2 separate regions of the Sus scrofa genome follow, and region 2 is linked to region 1. The links are chromatin contacts, called in public Hi-C maps. All regions are on one chromosome and are shown on one strand. The core of a region is the stretch at or near the end of the contact, and the rest is flanking DNA. Distances in the headings are between cores, read along the strand shown. Region 1 overlaps YTHDF2 (YTH domain-containing family protein 2). Region 2 has its middle 13 kb from the start of MATN1.

Region 1 (6,592 bases), core at 1,981-4,480:
TTATCTCACTGCTCCCTGGCAACAAACTCTGCCCGCAAACATACCGTCACCATTCTTTCCTACCTCCCTGCCTTTGCTTGTCCAGCGGGTCCCTCCTGGAACCTCCCTTCTCTGCTGGTCCAATTACTTCCCATCATCCACGTCCACGCTACTGCTTCCTTGAAGATCAGTCTCGATCATTCCCAAATGCAACTGTGATGGTTAAGCTTCGGAAACAAAGGCACCCTCAGACACACAGGCTTAAATAAGCCTTCTTTGATTCCCGCCTGTTTTCTGACCCTAGTTCTCCAGTTTTCCTTTGATCCCGTGAGCTCTTTGCTAACATCCCACCCACCCCTTCTCTGCTCAAGCTACCCAGAACTTGTTTCTCCTGCCTGCAATCAATAACCGTGACTGAGAGCCCCGCCTCCCCCCAGATCACTATCATCACGCGAGACACCCGTGCACATGGGTGCTTTGGGCCATGAAGCCCAGCAGAGATGCGATTTACCGTCCGGCTCTGTGTTCCCCCAGCCGTGGCTTCCCATCACCCAGCCACCTCCAGACAGAAAAGAACCAGCAAAAACAAGGGGCAATCACATTAGCCGAAGGGAAGGAAAGGCCAGAAGAGCCGGCAAGGAGGCCAAAAATAGAGCCCTCATGTTACCCTTGATAATTACCTCCCTGACTATGACTTTTGCAATTATATAATCCCGAACTTTTTTTTTCCCAATGTAAACAGAGAGCAAATAATATCCAAAACCACTTACAGATGATTCCCGACTCCATTTAAGATCAAGTGCTTTGTTTAGATGCCCTGTTACTGAGCCACCAAGAGAGAGAAAGTGGCTCTTTCCCCACTGCAGTTCCCTCCCCGCTGGGCGGCCTGCCCTGACCCCTCCCTTCTCTAAACTCCTCTGTGCGGATTGTTTAAAATATAATTTACAGGAAGTTCCCGTTGAGGCTCAGTGGGTTACAAACCTGACTAGTATCCATGAGGATGTGGGTTTGATACTTGGCCTCACTCAGTGGGTTAGGGATCCAGTGTGGACGTGAGCTGTGGCGTAGGCCAGCAGCTGAAGCTCTGATTCAGCCCCAAGCCTGGGAACCTCCATATGCCACGAGTGCAGCCCTAAAATATATATATTTTATTTACATACAGTTTACTGTATGTAAGATTTCCACAAATCTTAAGTGTACCACTGGGTGAATTTTTACATATTTGGCATATGCCCAGGGGTCCACTACCCAGATAAAGACAGAACATTTCCAGAAAGTTGCCTCATGCCTTTCCCAACCAAAACCTCAGCAGGAACTACTCCTCTGATCTCTATCAGCAGTTCTAGAGTGTCATAAAAATGGAATCATGTGGCATGGGCTCTTTTGCTTCTAGCTTCTTTCATTCGACAAGTTTTTGAGTCTCTCTCTTTTTTTAAAAAAAATAACGTTTGTCACTTTGCACATGAAAAGTTTCCTTACTTATGTACATGTCTTCTGTACTAGACTTGAGAGAAGGGGGTGCCCTACGGGACGCTCTGCAAATTGGATCCTTGATAAACAGCTCCCAAATGAACCCACCAGTGAGAATCAGAACTGCTGACCCACTTTCTCTGTCCCCCTGGCCACCTCCGACATGATGCTGTGCGCATCTACTGAGCACCTACCAGGTACCAGGCTCTGGGTACATGAGCTTCGCATAAATGCTCACAACAACCCTGGATGCAGGTACAGCTTGGTCCCCATTTTCCTCATGCACATACTGAGACTCACAGATGTTACCTGACCTCCCGAAGTTCAGCTAACTAAGAAGTGATGAAGCCAGGACTCAGACCCTGGTCTGTCTAACCCAGATCCCAGACTGCTAACCACTCACCTGCACTGCCTCATGGTTAGGAAAGAAGCTGACATTAATGGGTTTAACGGGTCCTCTGTGAACTCATGAATGCCTCCCATCAGCCCAGCAATACACATCTGACTATGCCTGTCTTCCCCACAGGTAGGAAAGTTGAGAGACGGAAACATCGAATGACCTGTTCACCCCACCAGCAAGTGACCAAGGCCTGAAGCCAGAATCCTTCTCATTGGAAAGCCCCTGTTCTTTGTTTGACACCCCTGAGCCACCTTGCCGTAGGATGAGCTGACTGTACGAAAGGCTTTAGCCTCGGATCTCTGTGTGGGCTGGGTGCTTGCTTTCTTAAACCCAGGTGATATTAAGGTCAACGACCTCCTTAAAAACACAGCATTGGAGCCTGGGAGACTGGATTGTGCAAGACTACGCCTAGGGTGGCCCTGTCTAGGAGCATTTAAGATGCCATCCTCTGGCGTTTTGTGTGGCTTAGCTGGTTAAGGATCCAGCATTGTCACTGCAGCGGCTCAGGTCACTGCTATGGTGAGGGTTTGATCCCTGGCCTGGGAACTTTAGTATGCTGCCAATGAGGCAAAATAAAAAAATAAAATCATCCTCAAATAGTCTAAAAGAGCAAATCCAAATGAAAAGCCTGGGTCCTTTCATTCTAATATATTGAGATCATGACATGAGCCAGGCATAGTGCCAAGCACTGGCGAACACAGCAGACCTGGTTTTTAGGCTCATGGAGCCTCTGGTCCAGCAAGGGAAACAGATGTGAGTAATGAAGGCAAGTCAGGATCCTGGGATCTATAACAGGAGTCCTAACTGCCCCTGGAGAGCTTCAGAGAGGAAATGACATTTAATTTTGACCTGAATGGTGTGCTGGAGTTAGCAGCAGAGGGGAGTAGAGTGTATGCGTTGGAGGAGGGAGTTCGGGCAGCGGGAGCATCATGCGAAATCAGCCTGATGCGGGAAGAGAGAGCTCAGGAAGGGTATGAGGGCAGAGACACCTTGTTTACACTTAAGCACCTTGTACCACGCGTGGCACAACGGAGGCACTCTATAAATGCCTGGTTGCTTAAATAAATGAAATTCCTACTGGCTGAAGTAGAGTGGGGAAAAAACCAGCACGAGACAGAGCCTGAGAGGTAGGTACCAGCCAGATCATACAAAGTCTTGAAGGTCACGGTTAAAGGGCTGCAATTTTATATAAGGGAAATGGGATGGTATTTGAAGAATGTTGAGTCCTGGCATGATCTTATTTGCCTTTTTAAAAGGTCACTTTGGCAACTGAGGAGAGAATGGCCTGCAAAAGGGGCAGCTCGAGATAATGGTAGTGTTGAGAATGGAGGGCAGTGGAAAGATTCGGGAGACAGTGAGGGGGTGGAATGATCAGGACCTGAGTCAAGGATGAGTCACACACACAGGCTGCTGGCTGAAGCAACAGACTGGGTGATGCGGGCATTCACCAGGATAGGGGAATAGGTGGGGAAGATGGGGAGTTTTTATACATGTTGAGATTAAGATGCCCACAAAACATCCAAGTGAAAAAGTCAAGTAGGCTGTTGGGTGTGTGGGCTGGAGTGCAGAGGAGAGCCACCGAGGAAACTCCAAGGACGTTTGACATCTAGGTGGTAGTTGAAACCACAAGGAAAAATGAGATCCCCAGAGTTCTGGTCATAGCTCAGCAGAAATGAATCTGACTAGTATCCATGAGGATGCAGGTTTGATCCCTGGCCTCATTCAGTAGGTTAAGGATCCGGTGTTGCCATGAGCTGTGGTGTACGTCGCAGATGTGACTCAGATCTGGCGTAGCTGTGGCTATGGCATAGGCTAGCAGCTGTAGCTCCAATTAGACCCCTAGCCTGGGAACCTCCATGTGCCATGGGTGCAGCCCTAAAAAGACAAAAAAAAAACAAAACGGAGGGGGAATGAGATCACACAGGAAAAGGATAAAGTAAGAGGCTAGGGCTTAGAACTCAACCTTAAACAGCTGCAGAGAGGAATGGAAGAAAGCAGCTGATGAAGCCAAGAAGAGGAGAGGGGCTAGCAGTAAACTGGAGAGCCCAGGGTCACACAAGTAAGATGGAAAGTGTTTCGATAAAGAAGAAGCCTTCTGAATTAAAAATGAGCTTTGAAATGTTTCCAGTGGATTTATCAATATGGAAGTGATGGATGACATCACTGCTATAAATATGTAAGTGATGGTTACTATCATCTCAGCTCTAAGGAAGGAGGCTATGTTCTAGGGACAGGGCTTGGGAATCCTCTCAGAAGGAAAGCTCTAGGTAACAGGGACCTCAGAGGCTATTGCAGTCCTTTCCTTTTTGGGTCAGGATTTCTTATCTTTGGAGGAAGGAAAAGCTGTCTGTAAAGAGCTTCAGACACAGGAAGAAAGAATCTTGGAAAACACATTCTGGTTTTTTTGGGGGGTTTTTTGTTTGTTTTGTTTTGTCTTTTTGCCTTTTCTAGGGCCACTCTCGCAGCATATGGAGGTTCCCAGGCTAGGGGTCCAATCGGGAGCTGCAGCCACCAGCCTACGCCAGAGCCATAGCAACGCAGGATCCAAGACGCATCTGGAACCTACACTACAGCTCACGGCAACGCCGGATCCTTAACCCACTAAGCAAGGCCAGGGACCGAACCGGCCACCTCATGACTCCTAGTCAGATTCGTTAACCACTGCGCCACAATGGGAACTCTGGAAAACACATTCTTAAAGTATCAGCAAGTATATGTGATTTAGCAAAGAAACTACCAGAGTCCCAGGAGTCATTCATTCAGTAACGCATTTATTAATGTTAAATCTAATATTTACCTGACACATAAATCTCAATCCTTTGACTATTTCTTGAGCTGCTACTGTAGGTGTTGCATTAATTCCATAAGTCTTTTGTCCTTTCATCAAAAATGTAAACTCTCAGAGCAGAATGTTTTCTTTACCCCTTGATCTCCCCAAAATCTTGGACAATGCAGCCATTCTTGGTAATTCACCAGTCTCCAATTTCTCATGAATCCATCCCCTCTACCTAGAATGTCCTCCAACTGCATAAATCCTCCCCACTTTCAAGGCCCAGAGGAGATGTCACTTCCTCTGTGAACTTTCCCCAAATGCTTCAACCAGACTTAATCTTTCCTTCTCCGGATTCCTGAAGGCCAGAATAGCACTTGTCTTCTTATACAGTGTTGATTTCTGCTGTAGGCTTCTGTCTCCCTGGCCCAGCTGTGTCTCTTCTTATAAACCCTAGTGACTTGTAGAGCTGCTCAGTAAACTTGTCAAAAATCAGCTACACTTTCCCTTGGTCAAAATAGCACTCTGCACCCCAGACTGTTAAGTCTTGGGCTGAACTGACATCTCAGAAAATGATCCTCTAGTGCCACCTTCTGGTTATATGTGGTATTACAGCTCCCTCTTCCAGATGTTCAACTCAAATTTTATTCTTTTTTTTTTTTTTTTTTTTTTTTTTTTTTTTTTAAGGGCCGTACCCGTGGCATATGGAGGCTCCCAGGCTGGGGTCCAGCCAGAGCTGTAGCCGCCACCACAGCCACAGCAACACCAGATCCGAGCCGCTTCTACCACACCACACCACATACCACATACCATACCACAGTTCAATCCTTAACCCACTGAGCAAGGCCAGGGATTGAATCCACATCCTCATGGATACTGGTCAGATTCGTTTCCGCTGAACCATGACAGAAACTCCTCAAATTTTATTCTTTCACTTAACTCCTTGTCTCTTCTATCCCAGGATGTAAGTATACTGGTGAGCAAGACAGACAGTTCCTGACCTCAAAAAATTTAGAATCCAAGGAAGAAGACAATCTCAGAACTGGAGTGTGGTAGGTTTTGTGATCCCGAATGTTCTGAGGCCTCAGGAAAGGGGGCTGCTTTGCTTGTCCCTCAGGCTGCCATCTGCAGAGGCTGTGATGGGGCATGGTCCAAGCAGGACATTGTCCTCTTGTGTCCTCTTGGGCTCTCACTTGATAAGTGCATCTGTGCCAGGCAAATCAGTCACATTTCACCTGCCATACTCTCCCCGTCACATTTTTTTTAAGCTTATCGATAACCACAAAGGAAAAGCGTCCACCACACTGCAAAACAATTCGGTGTCTCTTTGGTTCCCTCTAAATGGCTGGTTCTAGAACCTGTGTTTCTTTTATTCTTTGAAGGCCTAAGATTAGAATCCAGTGTTAGAACAGGAAGAGACCTTCATTCTTTCATCCATTCATCCTGTAATTACTTACTGAGCCCTATTAAGTGCCAGGCATTGTGTTAAGTGCTGAGGACATAATAGGGAATGAAGGAGTTCCCGTCGTGGCACAGTGGTTAACGAATCCGACTAGGAACCATGAGGTTGCGGGTTCGGTCCCTGCCCTTGCTCAGTGGGTTAACGATCCAGCGTTGCCGTGAGCTGTGGTGTAGGTTGCAGTCGCGGCTCGGATCCCGAGTTGCTGTGGCTCTGGCGTAGGCCGGTGGCTGCAGCTCTGATTAGACCCCTAGCCTGGGAACCTCCATATGCTGCGGGAGCGGCCCAAGAAATAGCAACAACAACAAAAATAATAATAATAATAATAGGGAATGAAAAAAGACATGGTACACACTGTCAGAATGTTTATGTTCTCTTTGGGGAGGTAGGAAAACAAAGCAAGTTACACAATTTTTAAATATTTACTTATTTATTTTTCATAGGTGGTACACTATATGATTCAAAATACAAAAAGGTGCACAGTGAAAAGCCCCCCACTCCTGCCCCTAGCCAC
Region 2 (6,708 bases), core at 3,640-6,139, 1.6 Mb before region 1:
ATCCATCATTCATTCATTCATGTAGACAACACACAGAGCCCGTGTCCTGTGTCAGGCAGTGGAGAGAAGGTGGCCTATGAGACAGACACAGTCCCATCTCTTAAGGGACTTCAGTTGAGTAGGGTGCCCTGTCACCTTCACCCCAGCTGAAGGAAAAGAGGGTTTCAGAGTTCACTTGTGGCCTAGAGGTTAAGAATACAGCATTGTCACTGCTGTGGCACGTGTTCAATCCCTGGTCTGGGAACTTCCCTATGCTGAGGGTGCGGCCAAAAACTGGGGGGCGGGGATTAGGTTGTACCAGGAGCCCTGGGGATGAGTGTGTGCGTGCGTGCATGTGTGAGGTTGGTGAAGAGCAGGGTCCCAGCTCCAGTATCCCAGCCAGGTAACTAGGGTCCCCACATCCACATTCCCAGAATAGAGATCCTGATTGGCCAACGTGGGTCATGTGCCCCTCCCCACTGTCCAATCAGCTGAGTCCAGGAGGCGGGGTTTCCCTGCATCCACGTAGAGCTGCCACACAGGCCCCTGTTTGGGGTGGAGGGGGGTGGGAATAATCTCAGAAGACCGGAAGTGCGGGATGAGCATTTGCCACGGGGACTGTGACAAGGAGCCTCTTCAGGCAACAGAAAAACCCCTCATCCAGGGCCCCGCATAGAGAAAGAGCTGGGTGAGAGCTATGCATGGTGGTGGCTGGTCCCCGACTCCAGTGGTTGTGTGACTTCGAAGTTGTTGTGAGGTTGTGTTGGGTGTGGCTGGTGGCGTTGGTGGTGTTCCACCTTACCTCTTGGAACTACCTCTAAGGAAGATCTTTCAGAATGGTTTGAGCTCCTTTTTTTTTTTTTTTTTTTTTTTTTTTTTTTCCCACACGCAGAGCATACAGAAGTTCTAGGGCCAGGGACTGCACCTGCATCACAGTAGCGATCCAAGCCACAGCCACCAGATCCTAAACCCCCTAAGCCACCGGGGAGTGCCAGGTCTGAGCTTCTTGTAAAAGCCTTTTACATGCTCCCAAGTGTGAATCTAAATTTTCCACTAAAAATGCTCCATTAAACAAGAATGGCTCCAGAAAATCGCCCTAGCTCCCCGTGTGGGAGGTGAGGGATTGAGACTCCGGAGGGGCCTGGGACAGGGTCGGGGGTAACTTGGGGGGTCCAGGACTTTCCTGTGCTGTCCCTGAGGCAAGGGCTGTGGCTGTGTGTTGAGGGGTGGGGCTGAGGCTGCTGACCCACAAGCAAGCAACCAAGAGGTCTGGGAGAGGGATGGGCAGCTCAAATTCAAGGGATGGGGAGATAAACTTCACCTCTCATCTATGGGGGCAGAGTGATAAGGAATTTGGGGCCATTTTTAATCTATCATGTGGGGTCATTCACTGGTCTCCCGGCTTGGGCCTGGCTCCACTCCCTGCCCGACCACACATGAGACACCCAGGAAAGCTCAGCAAACTTAAATGCAGTCGGTTTCTGTTTCAGGCAATGCAAAAGCCCCAACTTAGCTGTCCTCTCACCTCCATGTCCTCCTACCTACGTGGTGGCCTTGGTGTCAGTTTTCAGTTCTGGAAAGTGACCGGGCCATCCTGGCTTCTAGCTCCTTCCTTAGCTGCCAGGTAACGTGGCAGGGCCTTTCACCTGAGTCCCACAGGCTACTTTGGTGGAAAAGAACTATCGGCCCCGCCCCATGGGGGTGGCAGGGTGTGAATGAGGAACGGGTGAGAAGCGCCCAAAACGGTGCCCACCCACACTTTGCATCCAGAGTGGAGCTGGCGTCACTGGTGCCATCTGGAGGGTGGTTTCCTGGTCTCAGGGACACACCCACACCTGTCAGTTCCTCAACACCTCCCTTGTTCCCATCTGGTTCTGGTGTCCCTTGAGAGGCTGTGGCCACCTGGGGCATCTGTTACCTGCTGGAAGGCCACCCTAGATATGTGCACACAGCTCTCTGCAAGCCTCCTGCTCCTCGACAGGGAGGAGCCGCCTGTGTTATGTGAACAGGTGTCCACCCCCGGCCCCACCAGGAGGCTGGGATGGGGACAGCCTTCCCTCTGCTTTGTGTGGTACCAGCCTGAGTGCCAGGCTCGGGAGGTGAGGCTGGGACAGCAACCAGCTCATCACTCAGCCTGCGGCAAACGTTTGCAGTGCACCAAGGCCAGGCCCGCTCCTGGGCACTAAGGATAGCGGGGAGCACAAAATGTACAGAAGTCCTTGTTTCCATGGCCTGACCCCCCAGCCTCACTTAATTCTTTCTGTGAGAACCTGGTGGGCCTTAGCTCTTCATCTGTTAAATGGAGAGATGATCCAGGAATAAGGAGAAATCCCCAAAGAAGCCAAAGACTTTTTTGGGGGCTGCACCTGTGGCATATGGAAGCTCCCAGGCTAGGGGTTGAATCGGAGCTACAGCTGCCAGCCTATGCCAAAGCCAGAGCAAAGCCAGATCCTTCACCCACTGAGCGAAGCCAGGGATTGAACCCGTGTCCTCATGGGTATTGGTCGGATTCCTTACAGCAAGCCACAACGGGAACGCCATCAACGCTACTTTAATGAGGTCAAAGAAACAAAGATGGTGCCAGAGATCAAGCACTGGGCCTAGAGTTTCTGGGAAATGTCTCACAGGGCGGTGATGGGAGAGGGGTGAGCAGCCCTGTCTTTGGAGTCATACTGCCCTGGCAGGAGTCCCCCAGGGCCCCTTGCCTTGGGCAAACTCCTTCCCCCTCTGAACTGGGCTTCCTCAGCAGTAAATAGGGCAAGGGCACCCTTCTGGCTGTAGTCAAGTGAGGGCGCCCAGACAGACAGAGGGTTTGGCATGGGTGTGGCCAGCCCTGCAGGGCTCCTTTGAGGAGGCAGCAGAGGATTTGCAGGGAACAAGAGGGCTGGGCCTGCAGGAGAAAGCCCTGCAGGGGCAATCTGGAAATAGGACATTGAGGGTGTGTGGGGAGGGAGGGGGATCAGAAAAGGGACACGTGGCTAGAGGTGGGAGGGGAGGAACTGTGAGTCAGGCTGCAGGCTCCAGGGACAGTTCGAGTCTTATCCCTCCCTCCCTATTTTCTTTCCTTCCTTCCACATTGATGAAGCATCACCAAAGACCAAAGCACACGCTAGGCGCCAGCGACACAATGGAAAATGCCTGCTTGTCTTTAGTCTCCCGGTGATCAGTCTGGTGGGACAGACAGACATCAGACAGAAGGTTGCACCGAGAGCCCCACTGGGATACAGGACAGAGGAATTAGGGTATCAACGAACATAATCAATAAATGATCTCTAATAGGAATAGAAAAGCGTTTTGTTTGAGCCAAACTGAGGACTATACCCAGGAGACAGCCTCTCAGGTAAGTCTGAGGAACTGCTTTGAGAAGTAGGGTTTCCGCATAGGTTTATGTTTTTCCAGAATAAAGACCCTTCAACAGGTTGGGATACATTCCTTCAAGTCCCCCCACCACCACCACCAAAAGAAAAAACCAACCCACCAGATGAGCATGTACCCAGTAAGTCAGTATGACCTTGGCACCTGGAGAGGAGTCTTTCCCTCGAAGGAAAGAGGACCAGGACCGGGACGCCAGGAAGGGAGGCATTTACTCTTCACTTTTAACATGCGCGCTCTTTACTTCTGGTCAATGCCCTTTTTCTTTAATAATTAGAGCAGATCTGCAGTGTATGTTTGATAAACCACAAGTAGATTGTTCGAGTTAGCATGAAATTCAACTTAATTCACATACAAGCCAGAACAACTTGCCCAGATGTCAATATGTGAAAGTGGCTTTGATCAAGGGCTTGCTGCAGGGGTTGCAGCGGGGTCTACTCAAGCCATGCAGGGGTGGGGCTGTATCTGGGAAGAGGTGGACCTAAGCATGGATCCAAAAGTGGTTTAAGAGTTAGGGGGTTGCAGGCGGGGTGGAGAAGAGCATGTCAAGTGGAGGGAGCAGCATGTGCAAGGGTCCTGAGGCAGGAAGGCACATGGGTGCAGCTCTACGTGGTGGGGAGCAGCCAGCAGCAGGGAGGAAGCCCAAGACTAGACTGGGAAGGGGCTCCCTTTGGGGTGTGGTGTGAAGTGATGGAAAGGATTTAATTAAGGAGAGGATGGGGCCAGATTCTCCAGTTACCAGTGGACCTCACATTTCTTCCACACACCCTCAGATGGGTGTGATGTGGGCTGTGAAGAGGCCTCAGCTGGGATGGGCAGGGACCATATCATACACACCGGGGACGGGGCGTGACTTTGAGGCTGGCCCTGCTGGGTCAGGTGCAGGCAGCTGAACCGTGTGTCTGGATGAGGCAGTGAGACCTGGGTCAGCTCAGATCCTTACTTACAGGGAGAGCTGAGAAACTCCTCCCGAGGGTGGCACTGAGGGCCCTGATGGATCCTGCCAGTGACCCCAGGAGGTAGCCTTAACTGACATGCATGTTTCAGGTGATGGGATTGCTGGAGTCACTGGGGGATCTGATTCCTCAGTTTACGCAATGCTAAGGGCTTTCTCAAGAATAGCCTGTACTTAGCTCTGCTGCCTGTGATAAAGGAAGTCAAGCTCTGGGCGCACAGTGGGTGCTCAGCAGACCCCAGTGGCCCCTCTCTTCCCCTGTCATTCCCCCAGGCTGTCAGCAGGCTCCCAGTTTGGCAGACGGTGGACCTGGGTCCTGGAGGAGCCCAAAGTTGGACCTCAGAGGACAGAGGGGCAGGGCTGGACGATAAGGAGGGGCATTGTGGGGACTCGGCAGGGATTAAGGGCCTGGCCGAGCAGGCTGGGGTCCGAGCAGCGCCCCCCCCCCCCCCCCGGGAATAATCAGAGCCCAGAGCGAGGGAAGGGCCCTCGGAGCAAAGGCTGGGAGAGGCCACAGCTCAGAGGCTGGAACTCGTGGGCCCGAGGCTGTGGTCGGGCCTCCTGCCCAGTCAGGCCTGGCACAGGCCCCAGTCCAGGCTGAGCTGCGGTGGGTTGGGGATCTCAACCTCCGGGGCTGGGCCTCAGGATTTTCCACAAAAGCAATAAATGGAGAAGGGTGTGTGCCCAGGACGCAGCCATCCTGCAGGGGGAGGGCTGCTTCCTGGCCCAACATTCCTGCCCGAGGAATTCCATGGCAGGGGGAGAGTAAGATGCAGTGGTGGGAGAAGCATCGAGATCAATCGCCCAAAGTCTGGACCTCAGGCCCTGGTTGCAAGTGACAGAAACTCCACATCAATCAGCTTAAGCCCAAGAAGGGAGCCGATGGGATCCGGCGCCCAAAGGTGCTGGGGCAGGGGGCTGGACTCCGACTCTCTCTCCACTTTTGACTCTGGTCTTCACCATGATAGGGCCTCGGTCCCAGGCAGGCCCGCTCCCCTAGAAGGCCCCACCCTGCCACCTCCAAGTGTATGGACATTCGCATAATTCAGTCCCCTTGGCTCTGATTGGGTCCTGCGCTCACCCTTGATTGATCATTGTAGCCAAGGGGATGCAAGGCTGTGACTGGCTAGGCCTGGGGCTCTACCTGTTCCTGGACCAAGGGTGGAATATCAGCCATGTGGGATTCCCTAGCCGTGGTTCTTCAAGGAGGCCCCTATAGATGCAGGGGCCTGGGAGCAGCGCCGGCAGAACCAATGCAAGTTCCGAATGGGTGGGTGGGGGCAGGGATGGAGAGGAAGCCCCGCAGGAACAACTCCGGTGGATCCCAGCCTTCTTCCCTGAAGCGGGGGTGGGAAGCAGTTCTTAAAGGACCATGTCCTCAGGCTCCGGGGAAGGCGGGGGAGCTGGCATCCTGGGATCTTTGAAACCCACACTCTGCTGCTGGCTCATCTCACTTCTCTCCACAGCTACTCAGGCCCCCAAGCCGTCCACCCTCTCCATGTAATTCCCATGTCTCTCCCTGCTTTCAGCTTGATTAACAGAAGGTTATAAACAAGTCCCCGAAAGAAGGAAAACCAGCATCTCCCCAGGGCAGCTGCAGTCTTTTGGCAGACGGCGAATTAGTTTGTAACACACACACACACACACACACACACACACACACGCACACGTGTATGTATATCTATATATTTTGATTTTTGTGTAGATTAAACGGGACTAAACTAATTAGAATTCCCCCCCCCCTTTCCTTCCTCTGGTCTTGGATGACAATGGGAGTCTCTAGGCCCCACAGTGAATTGCTTACTAGGTTTCAGTAAGGGGTTTGTCTTTGTAATTACAGTTCATTAACGGATTTACAAGGGAGGGAAGATGGCAAAGTCCGCTCAGGGGATTGTTTTGCATTTTTCTCCTCTTTTAATTACACGATTTGCTCCTGAACCAGTGCGCTGTGAAAAACGGCAGGGGCGTGGGGAAGTCCCAGCACCCCGTTGGCTTAAGACGTGAAGCCAGTTCAAACAGGAGGAGTCTCCGGCTACCTGAATGTGGGACCCCTGCCCTTTAGAGCCACTGCTGGTGGGGGCCAGCGGGGAGGGGAGGAGGGGCTCACCACCATTGGATCGGTAGACCTGGGGAAGGGACAGCGCTGTTCTCAGGGGCATGGCAACCTTCGCATATTTGGGGTCCGAATCAGATTTAGGGCACCTATTGAGTTACTTTTTCTTTAGGGTCAGACTCAGGGCACATGGAGGTTTCCAGGCTAGGGGTCTAATCGGAGCTGCACCTGCAGGCCTACGCCACAGCCACAGCAATGCCAAATCTCAGCTGCGTCTATGACCTACACCACAGCTCATAGCAATGCCGGATCCTGAACCCACAAGCAAGGCTGGGAATCAAACCCACAT

What was found. A called contact is a pair of places that touch in the nucleus more often than the background predicts.
Region 2: a contact with region 1 is called in a Hi-C map of embryonic fibroblasts, with 2.4 times the contacts expected there. The contact joins two enhancer-like sites. A contact is called at or near these places in 2 of 47 Hi-C or Micro-C datasets (embryonic fibroblasts and heart right ventricle).

What each region holds. Positions count from the first base shown.
Region 1 is chr6:85,756,664-85,763,255 of Sscrofa11.1, reverse strand. YTHDF2 (YTH domain-containing family protein 2) reads right to left here. Exons shown (of 7, transcript XM_005665152.3): 7 at 6,506-6,592. Among named protein-coding and RNA genes, the nearest start is that of OPRD1, 16 kb to the left of the region's middle. Within about 2 kb of position 3,230, at least 10 of the 83 cell types and tissues checked have an H3K27ac peak or open chromatin away from gene starts, as enhancers often do. A contact at or near this core is called in embryonic fibroblasts, where this site is marked.
Region 2 is chr6:87,334,977-87,341,684 of Sscrofa11.1, reverse strand. No RefSeq gene overlaps it. Among named protein-coding and RNA genes, the nearest start is that of MATN1, 13 kb to the left of the region's middle. Within about 2 kb of position 4,889, at least 5 of the 83 cell types and tissues checked have an H3K27ac peak or open chromatin away from gene starts, as enhancers often do. A contact at or near this core is called in embryonic fibroblasts, where this site is marked.